Regions from separate parts of the Mus musculus genome. Here all the other regions are linked to region 1. A link is a contact called in public HiChIP or PLAC-seq and promoter capture Hi-C data. All regions are on one chromosome and are shown on one strand. The core of a region is the stretch at or near the end of the contact, and the rest is flanking DNA. Distances in the headings are between cores, read along the strand shown. Region 1 holds the start of Sorcs3 (sortilin-related VPS10 domain containing receptor 3). Region 2 has its middle 1.1 Mb from the start of Gm26629. Region 3 has its middle 1.1 Mb from the start of Gm26629. Region 4 has its middle 820 kb from the start of Gm26629.

Region 1 (2,757 bases), core at 226-2,725:
CGTGCAGAGCGAGCAGGAGCACGAGGATAAGCAGTAGGAAAAGGGTGTGGAAATTCGCTTCACGCCTTAAACTTTTTTCCCTGCCTGCCCCCACTAGGAAAGCCTTCCAGCTTGGATGATGCAGCCCGGCTCCCAGCCTGGCTAGAACGTCATGTGCTGAGCAGCGACCCCAAAATGAACAAGTGTTCTGCTGTCCCTGTGGCCTCAGTCTCCCTAGCTCCCTGGTTCCCTTCACATGACCCCAGGGCTAAAAGGGAGCTCCTCCAGTCTCGGGAATTTGTCTAGAGATTTCTCCACATCAGCCCATGTTTACACTCACGAATTCAAGCATCCATCCTTTCCCCAGAAAAGAAAAAGTCACTCTCCGACCTGGATGCGGGAGAGAGTGACCAGATTCCTCACCCAGACAGCTTTTAAGACACACTTTCCTCTTAGCCCTCCAGACAGCCTCAGTACTGGGGTCTTCAGTAAACAGATGCACACGCCATCTTATAACAAAACTCGGCTAACCTGTTGGGGGCGTGAAGTGGGCAGGACAAACCCCTCTCTAAAAGTCCGGGGATTCTGATTCTCCTTCTGGACCCTGAGAAACTATCTGTCCCTCGCCCCTCTCCTCACCCCCCCCCCCACCACCCCCCGCCTCCCATTACCGTTACCCTCGGCTGTCAGGAGACTAGCGATCTGTGCCAGATGGGTACTCACACTGCTGTTGTGTCCCGACCAGTGCACCATGGCTTGGTTATGAGCCGAGTCCCCGGTCAGTGCAAAAGACGTGCTGGGCAGCCGGAGCTCCTCAGTGGACGCTCCTCCAGTCCGCGTCGCCCTCACCTCCTCTCGCGAACCCTTGGTGTGAGGACGGCTTCCTTTGGCACCATCTGCGAGAGCAGTAGCCCAAGAGTCCCCGCGCTCCAGGGGGCTTGGGGGCTGCGCCCGGCGAGTCCTCCTCGCACTGCCCGCCTGGCTAGGAGATGGAATGCCCGGGACCCACCTAGCGCCTTCAGGCGACATTCCCGCAGCTTCAGTCCGTATCTCCCCGCGGCTCGCCTGGGATAGTGGCTCTAGCCTGGACCGGCGTCTCGGTGCAGCGGCTCTCCGTGCAGATGCCAGCTCCTCAGGCCACCGGTTCTCCGCTGCCCGTGGCAAGAGAGGAGGCAACACTGGTGGTCGTGAAGCCGGGGACACCAGGCGCCCCGGACCTCCTGTCGCGCCCCAAGTGATCTCGGCGCCGGCCAGGACCCATGTTGACAAGAGCAGCAGCCCAGTCCGGGCGAGGGGTGCCCCGGGCCAGCCTGCGGGGCGCTCAGTGCCTGCCGCCTCCATCCCGCTGCGGCTACCACGGCTCGGGCTGCCGAGTGTGTGGCGCCCGCCGAGGTGCGGGTCCGATGGAGGGGGGGTGGGGGGTGCTGGAGGGATGCGCGCGCCGGCAAGCAAGCTAGCGAGTGTGTCAGGGGAATGAGGAGGGGGCGGCCGGGAAGGAGGTGGTTCGCCTGTCCCTTACACTCTTCCCCTCTGGATCGCTTGCTCCCAGGTCCAGAGGGTGATTCCAAAACCCAAAGGCAGTTTATTAAATGCTCTCTCGATGCTCTGGCCGGTTTGATGCTGTTGTTAAAATGCCCCCCCTCCCAATCTTTTCCACCGACCTCTTTTAAAAAATTTGTGAAAAGGAGTGTTCAGAGGGAATAGGGAAATCCTCTTAAAATGGGCAACGCTAGCTGGATCTTGGAGGAGGGGGGGGGGGGGCTCACAGCAGACCCTTATCCGGAGTCTTTCGGAAATCCAACCACCAGCCAGCCAGCTTCGGGCGCGGAGTTGGGAAGCCGCTCCTGGCTGCGTTTGGGGATTCACTCTTCGGTCTGTTCTTGGGAGCGGGAGACGGCGTGCGGGAAGTATAGGGTCTCCGGGAGGAGAAGGAGGAGTAAATTATCTCCACTGCCAACTGTTCTCGATCTGGAGACCAGGGCCAGGCGGGAGCTACCGCTCTGAAGCCAAGCGCGGGATGGACCCACGACTCTGCTCTGGGCTCCCCGCCCCCGGAGGCCTGCGCCCCCTCCCGGTGCGGGGGCGCGGGGAGTGCGTGCGTGCGCGTGCGTGCGCGCAGGCGAGAGAGGGAGAGAGGGAGACCAGGGTGTTCCAGGGCTGGAGGGAGGGCGCCTGGGGGGTCGGTACCTGGTTGAGCTGGGGGGGGGGGGTGTTGCTGGGTGTGCGGGGGCGCGCGGCTCCCTGCGTGCGCGTTTACACTGGCTTGTGTGAGTGAGAGCGGCGGGGCGGGGCGGGGCGGAGTGCGAGGTGCGCTCCGGCCGTGGGTGCTCGAGAATCACGCATAGGCTGTTTGCACATCCAGAAGCCTGTGAGTGGTCAGAGGCAATGTGGAGAACAAGGGTAGCACCCCTCTTCATGAGGCACGGTCCTCCAGCACCTGTGGGCGTCATCAGATTAAGCCGCCTGGAGGTCTGGAAAGCGAGCCTGAAAGCCGCCGGGCAAAGCAAAGGCTGATATTCTGGGGACCCTACACTAGATGTGGGAGGACAGTAGTAGATCCAGGTCCTGTTTTCCTGCCAGGGACTGCTAGGTCTTGCCCTTCTGACCCCCAGACGCGCTTTTGAGCAGGGCCACTTGTTTCAAAGTGTCTGCCACTATTTGGAAGGTCCCCTGCCCAAAGCAGCAAGCATTTATCAGGTCCCCTGTCCCCCGTGGCAGGAGGGTATGCGCGCCTGATGCGACTGGGACTCTTCCAGACCTCAGGAAGACAGAGACTTT
Region 2 (2,765 bases), core at 219-2,718, 1.3 Mb before region 1:
GTCTTTGAGTAAACTGCACCACAGAAGCAGTGTAAACATGGCTACATATGGGAATGTCAACCATACTACAGAAAAGATCTTCAGCTCTACACATTACAGGGTCACATGACACTGATCAGGAAAGGTTGAACATAGCAGAATATGTCTAATTCCTGAAATCATAGAGTGAGTACCTTTTTATATTCCATTTTAAACACTGTTAATTTCAAGCCAGATACTAGATACCCTGTACTTGTGGAAGCAAAATAAGTTTGTAACTACACTAAATGAGACAAGGGTATCAGTCTCTCTATCAGATTGAATAAGAAAAAAATGATTTTTAAGTATTGGAAGGCTCTCTTAATAGATAAGAGCTGGGTGACTCAGTCTACGTTTTCCTACTATAATAGAATCTCACAGGCTGTCTTATTTATAAAGAAAATAAACAGGTTTCTCACAGTTTTGAGAGCTAAGAAGTCCTTTGTCGAATTTTCAGGCTCCAAACCCTTTTCAGATGCTATGAGAGAGGACATCAGTAAGGATAGAATGAGATGACCTTGTTCTAGTTTCTCTTTGACTTATATAACACCACTAATCTTATCATAGAGGTTCTATACCTCATTTAACTCTAAGTACCTCCCAGAGGCCCCACCTCCAGGTGCCATCAATATGAGTTTTAGGAGTAAGTTTCTAGTTCATGACTTTGTGGGAATGTACTTGAAAGACTGTATTAGAAATCAGGAACGTATATTCTAATTCCGTTTACTCAGCAGCTCCCAGCTCCCGAACTTCCCTATTCTATAGAGTTAGTGGAAGACTCACCCAGGTAAAATTTCCATGCAGGACCACTGCAAGGATCAAATGTGGCTATGTCAACTCACTTTGCTGTTTAGCTAATGCAAGGGAAAGGATCGAAAGCTGTTCTGATAGATTGAGGCGCTCATTTCACGGTCCTCCAGAGGGAGCCATATCCAGAAGGTGATTAACAGACATCTACAATATTGGCTTGTTAATGAATTATCACTAATGAGAAGTCAGATAATTAAATGGCTTGTTAGCATCATTCTGGTGCTGACTTCAAACTGGCATCTAAAAGATATATCAAACCCCTTGAATTTCTGTAGTCTTTTATTATTTTTCTTAATCTTCCTGCACACTCCTGCAAACGTGATTCATTTCTAATTGCACAGTTACAGGCTCATAAGCCTTTGCTAAATACCCATCTGTGTGAACAAATGAAGGGACGTGTGAATGTGTGAATAAATTATTGATAAACTGTGAACTGATGAATCTGATTTGAAAGCCGTGAACAGTTCATGGCGAACTGCTCTTTCCAATAGGTTCTGTACAGAGGAGACACTGGTCCATAAAATTGGAAGAAAGAGGAGATGCAATGCCTTCTTCATCACACAGTTGGGAGGAGAATCACTGATTCTAAACGAAGCTAATCTGTGCGACATTGACCTGGCCCGGCTAAAAGGAAAGATGCTTTTTACAAAGTACTCCTCACTCCCTCTGCTGGCCAACTGGAGGATACCATACATAAATAAAGTTGCCATTCCCAATGGAGTGAAAAAAACTCATTGGGAGAGGATTGTGCCTACCCTGGCAGAGAATGATGCATCAGGGTGGGGAAACACAGGGGGGTACCCACCCCGTCAGAGGAGATGGGGATGGGGGATGTAGGGACCGGCTCTGTGAGGGGGGGACCAGGAGGGATACAGTGTTTGATGTAAGTAAATATTTAAATAAATGACATTTGAGATTCAAAATATATTTCGTTGCGAACAACTCCCTTATGATTGGAACAATTAAGCTCCAGAGATAATAATATGATAAGAACAAAAATATGCTAAGAAATATGTTCCATACAAGACTTTAACTTTTTTTTTTTTCTTTGACAAGGTTTCTCTGTATAGCTCTGGCTGTCCTGGACCTCACTTTGTAGACCAGGCTGTCCTGGAACTCAGAAATCTGCCTGCCTCTGCCTCCCGAGTGCTGGGATTAAAAGCAGGCACCACCACACCCGGCAAGACTTTAACTTTTGCATACATTTTTTTTCTGCTGAGCATTTTTTTCCTATGGCTGGCAAAGGGATCACAATGATATGGAGTTGAGTTTCCAGTCACATAACAAAAATAATTAAAATGCCTCATTAAGTGACGTTAGCCTATTGCTTAAAAAAGTTTATTTCAATTTTAATGTGAAGATTTAGTAATAAATACATCTTAGAAAATCCAGTAAGATCATATAAATTCAAAAGCCATAGTACAGAAAAATAATGGGGCTTTGCGATTAAGGCTGGCGTTTAATACAGGCAAGGTATTTTTCTTCTCTTGTTTTGTTATATAAGATAGCTTGGCCTCAAACTTGCTGTATGTCTGAAAATGACCTTTGATTTATGATCGTCCTACCTCAAATTCTCAAGTACAGGGATTGCAAACGTGTGGTTTTGTGAAGGGGGATCTTGAAGAGCAGACTTCAAATTCTAGTGTGTCTTAAAATTGCTGCTTCAATCAGAATTCCTCCAAGTCCTCAAAGCTTCTGTTGGAACAGTTCCTGGGTGGACCCCAGGGAGGAGAAACACTACTGGTTGTGTTTTGTTTTCCATCAGCTTTTTCTGTGAGCTTCAATATGCAAAGTGCTTTGGCAGGAGCTAGTAGAATCGTGGTAATATAATTTTCATTCAGAAATGTTCTATTTTATAAATATTTTGAGGGGAGAATATGCAGCTCAGGAGATGATGGAGATGATGAACAGATAATAGATCTGAGGATCAAGCAGAA
Region 3 (2,803 bases), core at 37-2,536, 1.4 Mb before region 1:
ATTTTGTTAAATCCTGGCAAATTTGTGAGATGAAGCTTAACATTATGGTGCAAATTTAGCATAGGAAAAATGAAATTACTGGTTTAATATTATATTATTATTAAGACATGATATCTTAGAAAAAAATATAATTCATTTGGTGAGGAATAATTTTCATTCTCTGTGGGAAGCCATTCCGGACTCCCTGGCCAGCCAGATGGAAATCTAGTCCAGGCAGTAAATAAGCCCATATTTGGTAGATGGCCCGCCCTTAATCCCTGATTGGCTGAGCAAGCCTGCCTGGTGAGGTGATGTGACCTGTGGTGATTGGTGGGGGCGTGGTTGTGGCTGGAGTGGGAAAAAAACACTTGTAACCAGAGAGGCAGGGGATTTGAAGAGAGAAGCTGCCTGAGTAAACTGCTTTAAGAAGAACCAGTGGTTGTGTTTTCCTTGCTGGTCGAGTTGGACACGCAACAATTCTCTTTCAAAGATTCGTTTTCTTCCCATGTTTTATGTGTATGAGCATTCACCCTGCATGCAAGGCAGGTGCCCAAACAGGCTAGGAGATGACGAAGGATCCCTTGGAACTGGAGTTAATAAGGCTGTGGGTACCATGTAAGTGAAAGGCACAGAACCAGAGGTCTCTATAAGCAAATTTTCTTACCTAGTAATTCATCTCTCCAGCTCAGAAGTAAATTTCTCAAAATCTTAAGTCTTGAAATACATAAAAATACACAAAGACCCCCAACAGAGGCCCAAACAACAGATTTTTACAAACATCCAACAGTGGTCCTATAAAGAATGCTTGAAGCTCAATAAGCCCTATCCATTAGGCCTGTGTTCACCTTTCAGCTGAACCAAACACTTTTGTGTGAAGACAAAAGGGCCATTTAAAGACAGTAAAATGCTTAGCTACAAAGCACATGGACGCGGAGAGCCAGGAAAGGAAGGATGCCTTTTGGACAAGTTTAACACCCGAGCCATACTGCTGCTACACAGACCTGTCTTCTGTTTTCTGAATGTCTCCTCTTTGGCTGTTGAACTCTAGGGCTGACTTCACCACATGAAAACTCACTCTAATCCCCCCTGGAATCTAAATTAATTCCTTCTCCTTCCCCAGAACCTTGTTTTATGGTCTCCAAAGGTCTAGAGATTTGATCCTTCCATGACTTATTTCCTGTCTTAGACCTTGCCTCCTTGCAGCCCAATCGCCACACTTCTCGGTGGAACTAAAGGATTTGGAATTAGGCTGTGAGAAGAAGCATGCCATAAAGCTACCAGCTTAATTAAGTCATTACTGTTTTTAGAGTTTTTTAAATACAGGCAATTTGAATGTATAATTGAGCACAGCCTCATCCTGTGATTTCTTTGGTCTGCTCAGAAGCAAATTTTGAATGGAAACGGCAGGGCTAGCATCCGATGCAAAGCACACGTTCCTTGTTTCCCTTGCAGCTCAGACAGGGGTTTATGAACCATTTCTTGGTTCGTCCAGGGCTAAGGGAGCAAGATGACAAGCTCAGAGGCCAGCCCCAGGAGTAGTGTTTTCTTGACTGTTAGCTTCTCCCTGATGGTTCTAGGAATCACAACTAACTTATGCTTCAGTAGAGCTGCCTACGGAATATGCCGTGGGAGTGTTCTCTTTGGAAAAAAAAAAAAATTCTGAACTGAGCCCTGAGGTCAGTTAGGAAACCAAAGCGAAATATTACAACTCAATGCTCTTCAAGTCTGAGTGGCAGAGGATAAGGTCAATTTAGATCTCCCTTTGGGAAAGACATACATATGGAAAAAGTAGAAAAAGCCACTAACCGAGCGTCACTAGGTTAGCCACTTGCCTGTCTGTGGTTTAAGTACAACCCAATCACTTGGCAGACTAGGTCATTTTACTAGGTGCTTCTTCAAGAGTGTCACGTTTTTGTTTTCGAAGTAATTCAGCCGATTAGTTTATAAGTCAGATGAACTGTCGTTGTCACTGCCCAATCCACAGGTAAATATGCAGACAGACAGAGAATAGCCAACCATTAAAGGAGAAAGGAGTGTGAGTCCTTATATGAGTCCTTCCATCTGTGGGCAATTGCATGTACTCCCTTTAAGACCAGTTCGGAATGAATGAGTTGATGTGGGCTGGCAGAAATGGAGTTGAGCTTGACATGAATGAGATCAATGCCAGCCTCTCAGTGAAGAGATAAACCCCAGAAAAAAAGAATATACACACTTAAAACTTACACACACGTGTTATAATGTTTCCATATAAATGACTATGTAGACTTTTATGTGAGTAGAATCTGAGTTTTCTAATACCAGTCTCTGTCAACTAGTATTTCAATTTTACTTGCATTCAAAGCTGGGACTGTATCTGTTCTCAAATTGTAGCATCCCAGGGAATGTTTCTGTAAACTCCCAACCATATGAACATGATCTCTTTCCTCCTAAATGTTGCTTGATTAAATCTTACTTTATGTTAATTTCGTGTGAGAACTTAGATTTCTTAAAATAAAACATACACCATTGCCATTGAGTACATTTTTTAAACAGATTCTCTGAGGGAAAAAATGTAGAGTTCTTCTAATGAGCTTAAATTCTTGAATTAAAAGAAAACTAAGATGAATGCACAGACTTCCAAGTAAATACTGAGTTCTGCATTATGCAGAGATAATTATATGAGAAAGATGTAGTTGTGGCAGCAAGAATAGATGCCAAATGCATGCGTTAAGTTTGAATTCTAAATAATGTTTCCCTGGAATATATTTACATACAGTAGGAAAGTTCTTGGTAGATTGCCTTAAAATGAGGCTAGTGTTTTTCTGTGGATGGTGGGTTTTGTCTG
Region 4 (2,700 bases), core at 42-2,541, 1.7 Mb before region 1:
GAGTAAAATCAATTAAAAAATAAAGATAACAACACAGAGAATTCATGGCACAAAAAGTTGGTTCTTTGAGAAAATGAACAACATAGACAAACCCCTATCCAAGCTTTAAAACACACAGAGGGAATATCTAAATTAAGAAAATTAAAAACTAAAAGGCAGGGCATACCATGAAACACAAAGGAAATCTAGAGAATCTTAAAGACATACTTTAAAAATGTGTACTCCACCAAATTGGAAAATCTAAATAAATGGATACTTCTCTTGATAGTTACCACTTACCAAAGGGATATGATAAAATGGTTACTGTAAGTTGCTATTCAGTAATAACCCCTGATGTAGGCAAAGCCTTCCTCACCTTCAGCTGGGTTTCAGACTCTCTCTAAGGCTGGGAAGGGTAAGGGTGGCACTATGGGCTCCATTCAGAGGCTACCATTATGGGGAACTGATTTCAGACGTGTGTGATCCCAGTGGAGGTGTTTATTTAAAGACACACACTTTAAACATATTCGTGTTAAAGACATGTGACTGGCAATTAAACAGCAAATAGTTTAATTTGAACGTTTTAAAATGTGTTTTGAAGATCTTTAATGTTCACTTTGTGGATACATTAATAAACGAGATACCTTATGTATCAATATAAGGAACTAATCTCTTACCAACTAATTGGTAGCTACTGCCAATCCATACTCTCTTTCTCTCTTTCTTCTTTTGTACCATATAATTTACTTCCTATTGGTAGTCATCAGAAAACTCACAAAGGAGAGCCAGAGATGCTGGGCTGTAGACTATGTAGTGATAAGAAGCACAAGGCGAAAGTTGACTGGTGGGCAATCCTGATCAGCCACTGGAAAGGAAATTCATACTGATGGTGACATAGTCTCTGGTTACACCTTTCAGATTACATGGTAGCTTAGCAATTCCTCGTAGTGGTCATGTTTATAAACTTCTAGCATCATCCTCTTCCAGTCACTCGAAGATCTGTAATTGAGTGCCTGCAATGTGGCAATAGTAATCCTTTATTTTCAAAAATCTTATCACACCACAGGTGGGTACTTTGCCCTGAGCCTGGAAGCTAAGTTTTTATGCATGAGTCTGCTTTCTTCTACCCCTGTTCTTATCCTCTCTCCTTTGTCCGTTCAACAAGTATGTTTCTTTAAAGACACTCTGTAGCTGAGCAGATAAAACTGGATTTCTCTGAGCTGAAAATAGTCTCCCTTCTATGGAAACACGCTCTGTGCTGCAGTGAGCAGATGAGACGCATGAGCGGATGGACTGCTTTGTCCTGAAGTAGCAGCAGCCGCAGAGCTTCGCTGCAAGGAACTAGCTCTTTTTGCACACATGGTGATAGTAGCTCCTCTTTGTTCAGCCTTTTCTGTCTCCTGTAGTATCATCTGCAGTAAATGGCTTCCCAAAGCCAGGTTGCCTCTGTCAACTGACTCCTAGTCCCTACCCCACAGATTTCAGTAAGCACGCACCTTTTTCCAGTTCCCCCAGAACAGGCTTGTGTGGCAGAACTAGCGAAGGACTTTCCTATGGGTAGGCTGGCAGCCAGTACTAATAACAGGTAAGAAATCTCAGTTTTAATGTGTGGTATATGTTTTTTTTGAAAAAAATCAGAAAGCATCATTGGAAACAGAGGAATTTCTTCATGAAATAACTGCCCTTTCTTTTCTTTTTCTTTTAATTTTAGTTTTTGAGATTTTAATATAATTATAACCTTTCTCCTTCCTCTTTCCTTTCCCAAGCCCCCTCATATATCCCTCTTTGCCCTCCTTCAGATTCATGACTTCTTTTTTTTTCAATAATTGTTATAATATATTCTAAATACACATATATATGTATTTCATATATATATTCCTAAATATAACCCATATAGTTTATACAGCTCATACAATGTTACTTGAGTTAGCCTTTCTTAAAATGAGGGCTCTTGTAATCCAACATCAAATTTAATTCCCAAGTCACCTGAAAATGATAAGTAATCAAAATTAATTCCATTTTTTAGAATATTTATTAAAATATTAGAAACAAGCAACCCCCAAAATTCTATCAGAGAACATCTATAGCTGATAAACAGATTCTGCAAAGTGACTGTCCATAAAATTAACTCAAATAATTCAGTAGCCTTCCTTTATACAAATGATAAATGGACAGAGAAAGAAAATACAGAAGCAACACCCTTCAAAATATTCAAAAATAATAAAAAAAAATCTTAGAGTAACTCTAACCAAACAAGAGAAAGATCTGTATGACAAGAGAATAAGAAAATATATGCAAAAGAAACCTATGCATCTAAGAATATCATTATATAATTCTGTCTTAAGTGACATTGAAAAAATTTTAAATATTCTTAATAGTAACAAAGCAATATAAAGACTAACGTGGGAATCTTGAGCTATCAAGAACACTTTATGCTGACTTGAAAAGAACACACAAGAATGAATTTATGCTTTAAAGTCATGCTTTTTAAAAATGTTTATTTGTATTTTATGTACATGAGGTTTATCTACATGTATGTTTATGTTCCACATGCCTACTATATTCTCAGAGGCAAAAGAGAGCATCGGATACCCTGATCCTACTATTATAGATGTTTGTGAACTGCCTTGTACATGACAGATCCTCTGCAGTAGCAGCGAGTGCTCTTAACTATTGAGTCATATCTCTACCTTCTAAAACTATTATAGAAAGCTATATTTT

What was found. Promoter capture Hi-C pulls out the DNA fragments that hold promoters and counts their contacts. HiChIP or PLAC-seq counts read pairs in DNA pulled down with a chosen protein or histone mark.
Region 2: a contact with region 1 is called in a promoter capture Hi-C map of hippocampal neurons, with 32 times the contacts expected there. The contact joins the enhancer-like site here to the promoter of Sorcs3 in region 1. A contact is called at or near these places in 5 of 39 promoter capture datasets (the 3T3-L1 cell line, cranial neural crest, frontonasal cranial neural crest and 2 more), 1 of 484 Hi-C or Micro-C datasets (cerebral cortex), 6 of 115 datasets of contacts at active chromatin or transcription factors (embryonic forebrain, embryonic hindbrain, embryonic limb bud and 3 more) and 1 of 9 other capture datasets (embryonic stem cells).
Region 3: a contact with region 1 is called in a promoter capture Hi-C map of hippocampal neurons, with 13 times the contacts expected there. The contact joins the enhancer-like site here to the promoter of Sorcs3 in region 1. A contact is called at or near these places in 3 of 39 promoter capture datasets (the 3T3-L1 cell line, cranial neural crest and hippocampal neurons) and 5 of 115 datasets of contacts at active chromatin or transcription factors (embryonic forebrain, embryonic hindbrain, embryonic limb bud and 2 more).
Region 4: a contact with region 1 is called in an H3K4me3 HiChIP or PLAC-seq map of forebrain, with 11 times the contacts expected there. The contact joins the enhancer-like site here to the promoter of Sorcs3 in region 1. A contact is called at or near these places in 2 of 39 promoter capture datasets (hippocampal neurons and liver), 2 of 115 datasets of contacts at active chromatin or transcription factors (embryonic forebrain and forebrain) and 1 of 9 other capture datasets (embryonic stem cells).

The regions. Positions count from the first base shown.
Region 1 is chr19:48,204,743-48,207,499 of GRCm38.p6, reverse strand. It overlaps Sorcs3 (sortilin-related VPS10 domain containing receptor 3), which reads right to left and starts at 1,475. Exons shown (of 27, transcript NM_025696.3): 1 at 703-1,475. The coding sequence starts at 1,320.
Region 2 is chr19:49,538,389-49,541,153 of GRCm38.p6, reverse strand. No RefSeq gene overlaps it. Among named protein-coding and RNA genes, the nearest start is that of Gm26629, 1.1 Mb to the left of the region's middle. Within about 2 kb of position 1,468, at least 1 of the 459 cell types and tissues checked has an H3K27ac peak or open chromatin away from gene starts, as enhancers often do. A contact at or near this core is called in hippocampal neurons, where this site is marked.
Region 3 is chr19:49,563,659-49,566,461 of GRCm38.p6, reverse strand. No RefSeq gene overlaps it. Among named protein-coding and RNA genes, the nearest start is that of Gm26629, 1.1 Mb to the left of the region's middle. Within about 2 kb of position 1,286, at least 6 of the 459 cell types and tissues checked have an H3K27ac peak or open chromatin away from gene starts, as enhancers often do. A contact at or near this core is called in hippocampal neurons, where this site is marked.
Region 4 is chr19:49,859,557-49,862,256 of GRCm38.p6, reverse strand. No RefSeq gene overlaps it. Among named protein-coding and RNA genes, the nearest start is that of Gm26629, 820 kb to the left of the region's middle. Within about 2 kb of position 1,291, at least 13 of the 459 cell types and tissues checked have an H3K27ac peak or open chromatin away from gene starts, as enhancers often do. A contact at or near this core is called in forebrain and hippocampal neurons, where this site is marked.